3 separate regions of the Sus scrofa genome follow, and regions 2 and 3 are each linked to region 1. The links are chromatin contacts, called in public HiChIP or PLAC-seq maps. All regions are on one chromosome and are shown on one strand. The core of a region is the stretch at or near the end of the contact, and the rest is flanking DNA. Distances in the headings are between cores, read along the strand shown.

Evidence for each region. HiChIP or PLAC-seq counts read pairs in DNA pulled down with a chosen protein or histone mark.
Region 2: an H3K27ac HiChIP or PLAC-seq map of skeletal muscle shows a contact between it and region 1. The contact joins two enhancer-like sites. A contact is called at or near these places in 15 of 47 Hi-C or Micro-C datasets (adipocytes, brain, embryonic fibroblasts and 9 more) and 2 of 2 datasets of contacts at active chromatin or transcription factors (alveolar macrophages and skeletal muscle).
Region 3: an H3K27ac HiChIP or PLAC-seq map of skeletal muscle shows a contact between it and region 1. The contact joins two enhancer-like sites. A contact is called at or near these places in 2 of 2 datasets of contacts at active chromatin or transcription factors (alveolar macrophages and skeletal muscle).

The regions. Positions count from the first base shown.
Region 1 is chr3:93,495,012-93,498,616 of Sscrofa11.1, forward strand. The region is part of intron 15 of TTC7A (tetratricopeptide repeat protein 7A); the gene reads right to left. Among named protein-coding and RNA genes, the nearest start is that of TTC7A, 95 kb to the right of the region's middle. Within about 2 kb of position 1,815, at least 49 of the 83 cell types and tissues checked have an H3K27ac peak or open chromatin away from gene starts, as enhancers often do. A contact at or near this core is called in liver, mesenteric adipose tissue, retroperitoneal adipose tissue and 2 more, where this site is marked.
Region 2 is chr3:93,260,410-93,264,014 of Sscrofa11.1, forward strand. No RefSeq gene overlaps it. Among named protein-coding and RNA genes, the nearest start is that of EPCAM, 77 kb to the left of the region's middle. Within about 2 kb of position 1,737, at least 31 of the 83 cell types and tissues checked have an H3K27ac peak or open chromatin away from gene starts, as enhancers often do. A contact at or near this core is called in liver, mesenteric adipose tissue, retroperitoneal adipose tissue and 2 more, where this site is marked.
Region 3 is chr3:93,280,941-93,284,545 of Sscrofa11.1, forward strand. No RefSeq gene overlaps it. Among named protein-coding and RNA genes, the nearest start is that of CALM2, 89 kb to the right of the region's middle. Within about 2 kb of position 2,066, at least 6 of the 83 cell types and tissues checked have an H3K27ac peak or open chromatin away from gene starts, as enhancers often do. A contact at or near this core is called in skeletal muscle, where this site is marked.

The DNA of each region.
Region 1 (3,605 bases), core at 565-3,064:
AGATGTCTGAACCAGGGGCCTTCCGGCCCGGCTTCCTTCAGAGGCAGGTCACCTCCAGTTACCGCTGGACACAAATTCTTAATCTTGAAATATATGAACCAAACCCCACAGACCCATTCCAAACTCATTCCAGGGTGGAAGAATTTCCAGAAAGCAGGTACTTCAACGGAACAAATGTTTGCTCCAGCGCAGCATAAGACACCAAGAAGCAAACACCTTGGTCTTGGTCTATAATCTCTACCCAGGGAGCAGACCTGGGGACCTAAGACCACCCACTGCAGGGGCAGGGGCAGCCTTACTTAATGGGCATTAAAAAGCCTCCTGGATCCTTTCCCAGGGACTTGGGAATGGGCCACGCCTGCTTGAAAACCAAAGGCTCCGGGAACACAGTGCCTGCCTCCAGCAAATGTGGATCCTCCAGGAGGATCAGGAAGCAAAGGGCTAACCACTTTATTTATTTGTTTTTTTAGGGCTGCACCTGCAGCATATGGAAGTTCCCAGGCTAGGGGTCAAATGGGAGCTACAGCTGCCGGCCTATGCCACAGCCATAGCAACGCAGGAACCAAGTCGCATCTGTGACCTACGCCACAGTGCATGGCAGTGCTGGATCCTTAAGCCACTGAGTGGGGGCCAGGGATCAAACCCACACCTTCATGGACACTAGTTAGGTGGGTTACCTCTGAGCTACAAAGGGAACTCCCCCAAACCACTTTCAAACAAAGAATTCCTTTTGGAAAGCCTGCAAATAACTGTCTGTCCCCCCTTTCCATCTTCTTCCCCAAATCAAACCCCCTGGATCATCTACCCTCCTAGCTGGAGTGTAAGCAGAAGCCACAGAGAGAGTGAGGACACTAGCAGACTGCAGTGTCACACAGTGAGGTCACAGGAGGCTCCACAGAACAACCAGAGAAGGGACATGCTGAATGTCAACCCAGCTTAGCTGAGCAGGAGCTGACCTTTGGGGAAGAGTGGGCCAGTGCCCATGATTATGGCTGGCTTAACACTCCCATCAACCACATGCCCTGCAAGTTTACCCTGCGGCTCTTGTCCTCACCAGGGACTGTGGCAGCCAAAAATGTCTAATGAACCTGGCAAGGTGAAAAACTCTGTTTGTGCTAATACCTTTGATTCCAGCCCCCTCGCTGAAGCACTGGTATTTTAAGTGTCCTTTTGATCTATGGCAAGTCCCTAATAAGAACCATCCAGCAAACATGCCGAGTTTAAGGTGGAGATATTCACAGAAGCCCCAGGCCTCCGATCATTTCTGCACGACTGGACATTTAACACACGCAAACCTAAGAAAAAGGTGAGGCTGGCCAGGTAGGGAATCAGAGGGGAGCCCTTGAAGCTGACGTTGGCCTTAGCCGGATTCAGCCAAGGTCTGGCCCCAGCTAACACCTAGTCTGTCAACTCAAACATTTTCCAAAACAGCCCAGGTTTCCTGGGGGAGATGCTGTGACTGGTTCCATTTGTTTCTACGTGGCGAGCTCTGGCTTGTCAAGAGGGCCATATAGCTCCTGCTCTGGGGAGCGCTCCCTAGGGCTCCGACACCCCTTCCCCCAGGACCTTCCAAGTGTTCCAGGACCTGGGCTGGGCAGAAACTCCCAGGCAGAGTGGGAGGAGGTGGCCCTGCCACCGAGGGGAAGGGAAGGACAAACCAGTTGGCTCCTCTTCTGCCAACCAACCCATGGCCTGGGCTTTCAAAACCGGTCTGGCAGGCTGCCAGGCCCAGGGTGGGAGCAGTGACTGACGGACTGGTTATTGGAAAGCTCCCATCATTAGCCCAGGAATGTTGTTTGGTTACTATGGCGACCGTCCCCTGACAAGCGGCCTGACTAAAGCACAAGGAATCTGTTACCTAAAACCAGCACCCGACGGAGTCCGTGGCTTCGGGAACCAAGCTTATCAGCAGCCTGTTCCCCATGACCCTCCCAGCTGAGTCCCAATCCGGAGAAGCGACCCACACAGGCATCTCTGCGCTGGCTGCTGGACCTCTCCCATTCCGAGGCCTGATCTGGCTCGGAACCCAGCTCCAAACAGGGAGCCTGCTGCCCCCTTGAGGCCCCCTACACACCGGCCAGCGACAGCCCGGCCTGCCCATGTGTCCAGGGCTTCTTAGCCTGAAGCCCCTGGGATTTCAGGAAACTGCTTGGGTGTCTGGTCTCCCCCCACACACCCTGTGCCAGGTTCACGCTGTCCCCACAGGGCATTGTTCTCTGCCTTATCACGTTCCTGCCTTTTGAAACGCAAGCTCTGTTAACGAACAGCCGCCCCGCCGCACGGAAACTGAGATCCTCTTTGCTTTGCCTTCTAATCCCTGAATTCAGGAGGGTTTTCAAAAGTCAACTCCACGAAAGCTGGGTTTTTCTCCCGGAGGCTTAAGTCTCCCTGTAGGAATGGTGACCTCTTGGGCAGCTACGGAGTCCGAACACCTTATCACAGCAGCCCGCTCCCCACCGCCTGGCCCATGGCCTGCACTGCCTCCCTCACAACCCAGATCACAGCCTTACACTGTTTGTGGACCATCTTCCAGACCCGCACCCCCACCCCCACCCGCCCCGCTGTCCTTGAACCCAGTAGCAAAACCGCTTGTGCAATCTTTTCTTATCTGAGTCTCACAAGACCTTGGAGGTAGAGGGAGGTCGGACAGATGGGAGCCTTTAAGCAGAGGAGAGGATGGAGGCACGTGAAGGAGGGGCAAGCTGGAGGTGGCACAGGCAGGGACCTGCTATGGCTCCCACGTGGGGACAGGCTCACGAGGACAGGGGTCTGTGCCACCCACCAGCATCGCCTGTGCCAGGCCTCCTCCACCCCTGACACCACCCTGCCAGCCTCTCCTTCACTAAGGCAGCCTGTGCAGAAAGGAAGCGCCTCAACAGGTCCCAGCCACCTGACACAGCCATCGGCAGGGCACTGGGTGGCAGACAGACCCAGACCACAGGCCTTTAAGTGCTTAGAATACAGACCTTGTTGGGGATGCTGAGGTCAGGGCGAAGGGGATTGATTTTTTTTTTTCCCCTTTGGCCGCAGTGATATTTATGGGGTGAGAGGTTTAATTAACTGCCGTGGCAACAGCTGGAGCCACACACAGCGTGTTCCCAATGCAGGGAGCAGCTGGAGTGGCAGGATGCAGTTTCAATTGAAGAGCAATGACATTCTTCAGTGATCCCTGACCGGTAATGGACTCAATGACATTTCCTGCTAATCCATGGGTTTCATCTGTGGGGAAAAGTTACTGACTTATTTGCAAAGAGCTAGGGTCACTCCGGAGTGCTGTGTGGCAGGGGGAGCTTCCACCCCCATTCCCAACTCTCTCTCTCTCTCCCTGCTCCCTATTTTTTTAAGGTTTTTTTGGTTGGTTGGTTTTGGTGTTGGCTTAAGACAACAGAACTATATGCTCTCACAGTTCTGGAAGCCAGAAGCCCCCTACGTATTTTTTTCCAGTTAGTTTGGCAGCCTTTAGGGCTGGCCCAGATCAAGAAGGAGCCCCTCAGGGTCTGGATGTGAGGGCCCCACGGTGGCTCAGAGATGAAGAACCTGGCTCTATTTCTCTATCCCCGCAGCCCCTGGATGGGCAGACCTCATAGAGTGAGGCATCCCGGGCT
Region 2 (3,605 bases), core at 487-2,986, 230 kb before region 1:
ACAGGCAATGCCAGATCTTTAACCCACTGAGCAAGGCCAGGGATTGAACCTGAAACCTCATGGCCCCCAGCAGGATTTGCCACCACTGCACCACAACGGGAACTCCCTTCTTTAATAGTTTTAAACATCTGTCTCTTGCTTAAGCTGAGGGGAGGAGAGGGGAGCAGGGAACTGAGCAGGGTGAAAGGGCATGTGGGAAAAGAGAAAAAGAAAAGAAAGGAAAAGTTAGGAGGGACAGGGGTTCCCGTCATGGCTCAGTGGTTAACAAATCTGACTAGGAACCATGAGGTTGCAGGTTCGATCCCTGGCCTTGCTCAGTGGGTTAAGGATCCGGCGTTGCTGTGAGCTGTGGTGTAGGTTGCAGACACGGCTCGGATCCCGTGTTGCTGTGGCTCTGGTGCAGGCTGGCGGCTACAGCTCCGATTCGACCCCTAGCCTGGGAACCTCCATATGCCGCAGGAGCGGCCCAAAGAAATAGCAAAAAGACAAAAAAAAAAAAAAAAAAAAAAAAAATCTGGTGTTGTCATGAGCTGTGATGTAGGTCGCAGACGCGGCTCGGATCCTGCATGGCTGTGGTGTAGGCCGGCGGCTACAGCTCCGATTCAACCCCTAGCCTGGGAACCTCCATATGCCGCAGGAGCGGCCCTAAAAAAGGCAAAAAGACCAAAAAAAAAAAAAAAAAAAAAAAAAAAAAATTAGGCGGGAAAGATTGAGGGCAGAGACGGGCAGGAGAAGGAGGGGGAGGAGCAACACGACCTAGGAAGACGCTGACGGAAAGAATCTTCTTGTTCTGCAAACATACAAATATTCTTCATCTACTTGAAGGAAAAGTCTTTATTTTGAGTCAGCTGTGAGAGGCCCCTTTGGTCCCTCGGTCTGAGAGGGAAATTATTTTCTGCCTCTCTGGTTTCCCAGGTCACCAGTTATATTAAGCCACAGTCCCTTGGTGGTTGCCGTCTGTAATTTTTCCACTCCCCACCCTTTTCAGTCAGATTGCAAAATAAGGACATTTGGAAACTTGGACTCTTGGTGATCAGGCTGAGGAGATGTGGCCTAGGACTCTCGAGCTCCATGGAGCTGGGTAGGGTCCTTATTGAGGGTCCTGTTTATTTTTATTTATTTATTTTATTTTTTTTAGGGCCGTACCCATGGCACATGGAGGTTCCCAGGCTAGAGGGAGAATCGGAGCTGTAGCTGCTGTTCTACGCCACAGCCATAGCAACGCGGGATCCGAGCCAATCTTCGTCTACACCGCAGCCCATGGCAATACCGGATCTTTAACCCACTGAGCAAGGCCAGGGATCGAACCTGCAACCTCATGGTTCCTAGTCGGGTTTGTTTCCGCTGCGCCACGACGGGAACTCCCTGAGGGTCCTGTTTAGATCAGTAACAGGAAGGCAAGAAGTGCTGCCAGGTCGCTTCCATGGGTGCTCAGACCCTAGCCTGTGGCCCTGGGGAGACCCCTGCAGTGTTCCCACACCTTCCCAAGCAGCAGAGCATGGCTGCTCCCATGGGGCTCGGTCTTAGGTGAGAAGCGAGTTCTTTGCCAGAAATGTCTCCATTGTCCTGGCACAGATCTGAAATTCAGAGCATCTACTGTCATCATTCTAACAAGCCGCATTCATAATACATCCTGAAGCTGTCTTTCGGAACTTAGCTCCTGCCACACCTGCCCCACGCCCTGCGTCCCAGCCAGGCCAGCCTGCTTGCTACACCCCCTGAACAAGTCAAATATTTTCACAGACCTGTGCCCTTGATCGTGCCCTTCTCGTCTCTCGGCTTAGAACGCCTTTTCCTTTTCTCCCCCACCCAGTGACGTCATCCTCGTGATTTCCTCTGATTTCCAGGCAGAGGGAACGATTTCCTTCCTTGAGCTTTCAAATGTACTTTACATACGTCTGTACTTAGACACAACACTCGTCACTCTGGTTTGTAATTATTTGCCCGTCTGCCAGCCTATTCGTCAAGGGCAAGAGCCCAGGCTTATTCATGGCCTGTCCCAGTACTTTGGCTTAGTGCCTGGCACATTCATTCAGTCATTTCGCAAATTTATTGAGCACTGACTATGTGCCAGGTTGTTTTCTAGGTGCTGGACAGGGAACAAAATAGATAAAGTTCTCTGTTTCCATGGAGCTTACCTTCTTGTTGGGGAGGCAGACAACATACAGAAATAAATACTATGTCGTGTTGTGATAAGTGCTAGAAGAAAAGCTAAGGGGGCTAAGGGCACAGAGGATGGTGGAGGTATTATTTTAGACAGGATGGTCGGGGAAAGCCTCTCGCCATAAGGTGGCATTTAAATAGAGACCTTCAGGAGTTCCCATCATGGCTCAGTGGTTAACGAATCTGAATAGGAACCATGAGGTTGCGGGTTCGATCCCTGGCCTTGCTCAGTGGGTTAAGGATCTGGCGCTGCTGTGAGCTGAGGTGTGGGTCGCAGATGCAGCTCGGATCCCGTGTTGCTGTGGCTCTGGTGTAGGCCGGTGGCTGCAGCTCCGATTCGACCCCTAGCCTGGGAACCTCCATATGCCACCGGAGCAGCCCAAGAAATGGCAAAAAGACAAATAAATAAATAAATAAACAAAGAGAGACCTGCAGGAGGTGAGGGAGTGGGTCACGTAGCAATCTGGGGAACCAGCATTCCAGGGAGAGGAAATAGCCAAGTGTCAAAATGCAGGGTGAATAGGCAAGTGTCAAAAAGGGTGAGAGTGTGTCTGATGAGTTTAAGGGACAGCAGCAAAGAGGCCAATATGGCCGTAGTGGCAAGTGAGGGGAAGAGCTGTTAGGAGAGGAGCTCTGAGAAATTAGTAAGCAAAAAAAAAATTATATATATATACATATATACACACACACATATATGTCACAGGTGTGGCCCCGAAAAGCAAAAGAAAGAAAGAAAGAAAGAAAGAAAGAAAGAAAGAAAGAAAGAAAGAAAGAAAGAAAGAAAGAAAGAAAGAAAGAAATTAGTAAGCAGCGGGGCCCAGAGCACCTTGAACCTTCAAGCCAGGATGGAAGCTTCAGTTTTTACCCCAAGGGAGATGGGGAGCTATTGCAAGGATTTGAGAAGAGAGACCATCTAACTTAAATTTATGAGCATTCATGATCTTATGGGACTCCTGGCTACTCTCTGGAAAACAGACTGTCCATGGTGGATGCTCATGAAGGCCATATGTAACATGGGACCAGATGCAAATGGTCCTTGAGGACAGCATGAGCTTATCCTTGATTGGTCAGGAAATCGGCTCGTTTGTTCTCTTTAGATTATATTCTTCTTCTCCTTTAGAGAAGTGCCACAGCTGATGAGGGTTTTCTGGCCCTAATCATTGAATGAGCCTGGAGAAACCAGACAGAACTCATGGGAAATAAACCAAGAAGGTGGCCTGCTCAACTGAAAGATACCAACTTTGCCTGTAACCATATATACCCCTAAAAGTCAAGGCAGACTTCCTGGAGGAGGGGGCCTCAACTATCCAGCGATTAATAAAAGGCAAAGCATGGCAGGAGAAACTAGCCTTTCACAGTCCCAGCACTGCCGCAATACGACTGCTGGCTCTGAGTCACCTTCAGGATGGCCCTGGCAAATGAGCACTAATAAAAAGCTTGGC
Region 3 (3,605 bases), core at 816-3,315, 210 kb before region 1:
TTATGGAGGTTCCCAGGCTAGGAGTCTAATCGGAGCTGTAGCTGCCGGCCTACACCACAGCCACAGCAGCGCAGGATCCGAGCCACGTCTGCGACCTACACCACAGCTCACGGCAACGCCGGATCCTTAACCCACTGAGCAAGGCCAGGGATCAAACCCGCAACCTCATGGTTCCTAGTGGGATTCACTTCCGCTGTGCTGCGATGGGAACTCCTCTACCTTGGTTTCCTACCAGCCCCACAAGGCTCTGGGAACTGAGTTGTCTCCTGTCCTTCCTTGTGAGGTCTTTGTAGCTGAGTCTTGTCCCTAGAATACCAGTTGCTGCCTCCAAACTCCTTAAGCTGCAAGACTTCCTTCCACTTCTCCCTGTCCCAGAAGCTGACTGGCCCCTTAGGGCAGTCCTCGTCCTATTGCCTGCCTGCCCTATGCTGGCAGTAAAAATTGCCTAGGGAGTGGAGTTTAGGTGGGCTTTCAGCACCCCCTTGCCCCCTCAGCTATGCACCTTTGTGTACATAGGTTCTCCTGAGTCCTAAGCTTGAGTCATTTCTCTTTGGCCTCATCTTCCCACTGACCCAGCTTCATTTCTGATAGCCATCCCCCAGTTTCCCAGCATTCCCTTTCTTTCTTTCTTTCTTTTTTTTTTTTCCATTTTCCTTTTTGTCTTTTTAGGGCTGTACCTGCAGCATATGGAGGTTTCCAGGCTAGGGGTCAAATCAGAGCTGTAGCTGCTGGCCTACACCACAGCAACTCGGGATCCAAGCCGCATCTGCAGCCTATACCACAGCTCACAGCAACGCTAGATCCTTAACCCACTGAGCAAGGCCAGGGATGGAACCTACATCCTCATGGATTCTAGCTGGGTTCAGTAACCATTGAGCCATGGTGGAACTCCAGTATTTCCTTTCCTCCTCATCTGACCCTAATCCTGGGGAAACAAGTGATGAATATAATAATAATTAACATATTGAGATTCTGTCTGAGACAGTTTGTGAAGCATCCATTGCACATTCATTATTCTTTTTTTTTTCCTTTGGCCGCGCCTGCAGATTGCAGAAGTCCTTGGGTCAGGGATCAAACCTGCACCACAGCTGTAACCAGAGCCACAGCAGTGACAATGTTGAGCTGCAAGGGAACTCTGCAACTCATTATTCTATTTAATTCTTACGACAACCAGGAAAGGTGGAACTGCTCTCCCCATTTTCCAGATGAGAAAACTTAGGCATAGAGCGATCAAGGAATTTTCCCAAGGCCCACCACCAATGAGTGACAAAACTAGGATTCAAACCTAGGTCTATCTAGTGCCAGAGCTTAAGCTCTTAACTACTCAGCTCTGTCTCCCAAATCAAAGAAAACTGGAAAGGAGACTCAGAAAAGCTAACAATTTGTCTGAGATCATATAGCTCATCAGTGGCAGAGCTGCAATTCAAACTCAGGTTAAGTCCTCTGTCACCAAGTCCAAAGCTCTTTCACCTGCTGCTTCTTTTACTGCTCCGTTTGCCTCTCAAAGTCCCAGGATCCCCTGGGGTGTCCAGGAAGTACTTGCAGACTGAAGGACTTAGCTCTTCTGGTTTGACATGCTTAGTTGGAGCTGTTTTCTCAGAAACTCTCCCAACTGCTTCAACATCAGCCAGACTAGTCTTGTCTACAAACAGGCTAGATCTTAGCTCAGCCTCCATCCTCCCATACTGAGGACCTGGAATTCCAATGGAATGATTTTTCTGTAAGGGGAATAGATGATGAAAATGCAATGGGTTTAATGTCCCAACATCTTAGGATAAAAGAAGTTTGGGGAAGGTTTTCTGACAAGAGGACCTGGAGGGTATGAGAAACTAAAGTTCTGGTTGGGGGTAGGTTGGGAGAGGATCCAAGAATGAACTTGGCACAGAGGGTGTAAAGACAGATTTCACTTAGAGTGATTTTCTGGAGATCAGAGCCTCTTGATCCTATTGCCTTGAACTCTGGATTTGTGGGTTTGTCCTTGTCTTTGGGCCCTAGAGGGCCTTGGTCCAGGCCCTTCTGCCCAGCTGAACACAGGAAATGCCATCTTCACACAGTAAGACTTCACACCTGTCCCCTTAGGGCAGCCCTAGGCTTGGCCACAGTTGCCAGGGGACAGTCCTGCCAAGCGGCTCAGCTTATTAACTTCTCTAATGGACAGTAAACTGTGTGAGAGCCTGTAAGGGCTTGGATCCCCAGCCCACCTGGTAAAAATATGTTTCTCGGAGGCCTGTGCCAGATTTAGTTCCTGGCAGCTTCATTGGGATTAAAGACTTTCCAGAACCTTCTTCACTCAATTCAATTTCAATGAACAAGGATTTACTTAGCCTCTCTGAGTGCCAGTGCTGTTTCTGGAGATTTCATCACCCTCCTCCTATTCCAGCCCATTTTCACATCCTGATAGCAGCTGAATTTTCTTAAAGCCAGCACTGTGTTCTGAGGCGTCAGAGTAAGACAGACTTGGGTTCAAATTCCTTTGCCACTCAGTACTTGCATGACACTTAACTGAGCTTCATTTTCTCCATCTGTAAAACATCAATCTCAGAGGGCTGAATTTGAGAATGAAATGAGAGTGTGCATGAGCTCAGGCCAGGGTCCAGCACCTGGAAGGCCGTGATCAGTCAATAGTAGCAATCAAACCAATAAGCAAATAAAACCATAAAGTCTTCCTGCTCCCATAAAAACTTTCCTACCATGCATAGGGCAAAGTCTGGCCTTCTTCACCTGGCACTCAAGGCCTTCCATGGAGGGCCGCATTTCAAGGGCTTGATAACCACATGTGGCTTGTGGCTGCCATATTGGATAGCACAGAATAGCCCATTATGAAAGTTTATTGGGCAGCCTTGCTGTAGGTGATACTACAGCTCACTCACTAACCTGAGCCCCTTTCCTTGGAGCAGGTTTCAACGGGAGTATGGACTCAGGATGGTCAGCATGAGGGTCCTAGAAGTGGGCACCACCAGACCAGGAAAAGGAGTAAACAGAGCTCTGAGAACTGAGGTAAGACCGAGGGAATAGCCATTAATACCCTCACTACCTAGCATCTTTTTTTCCCACGCATTTTGGGCTCTTCAGGGGTGCCCTGGGAGGGTAAGGAGATAGGGGGCAGCAGGGACTTGGACTTTGTGGGCTTCTGTAATTTCCTGCCTGTGACCTTTCTCTCCGGTTTAATTATCCTTATTTCTCCAGCTGTTGGGAGGAGTACTTGAGTAACACCCCCGACCCCTGCCCACATCGGGAGAGTTTAACTCTTGCTAGATCTTTTCTCACATTTAGATAAGCTCTACATAGGAAAATTTGTCCATGGGGTGGGTGGTGGTGGGGGGGAAGTGGTGGTACATGCATCTGTTTTTAATACAGAAAAATAAAAGAAGAAAAATGAGCATATTCTTTCTTTCTTTCTTTCTTTCTTTCTTTCTTTCTTCCTTTCTTTCTTTTTGGTCTTTTTAGGGCTGCACCTGCAGCATATGGAGGTACCCAGGTAGGGGTCCAATTGGAGCTGCAGCAACAAGGGATGCGAGTGGCATCTGCAACCTTCACCACAGCTCGCAGCAATGCCAGATCCTTAACCCACTGAGCAAGGCCAGGGGTGGAACCTACATCCTCAC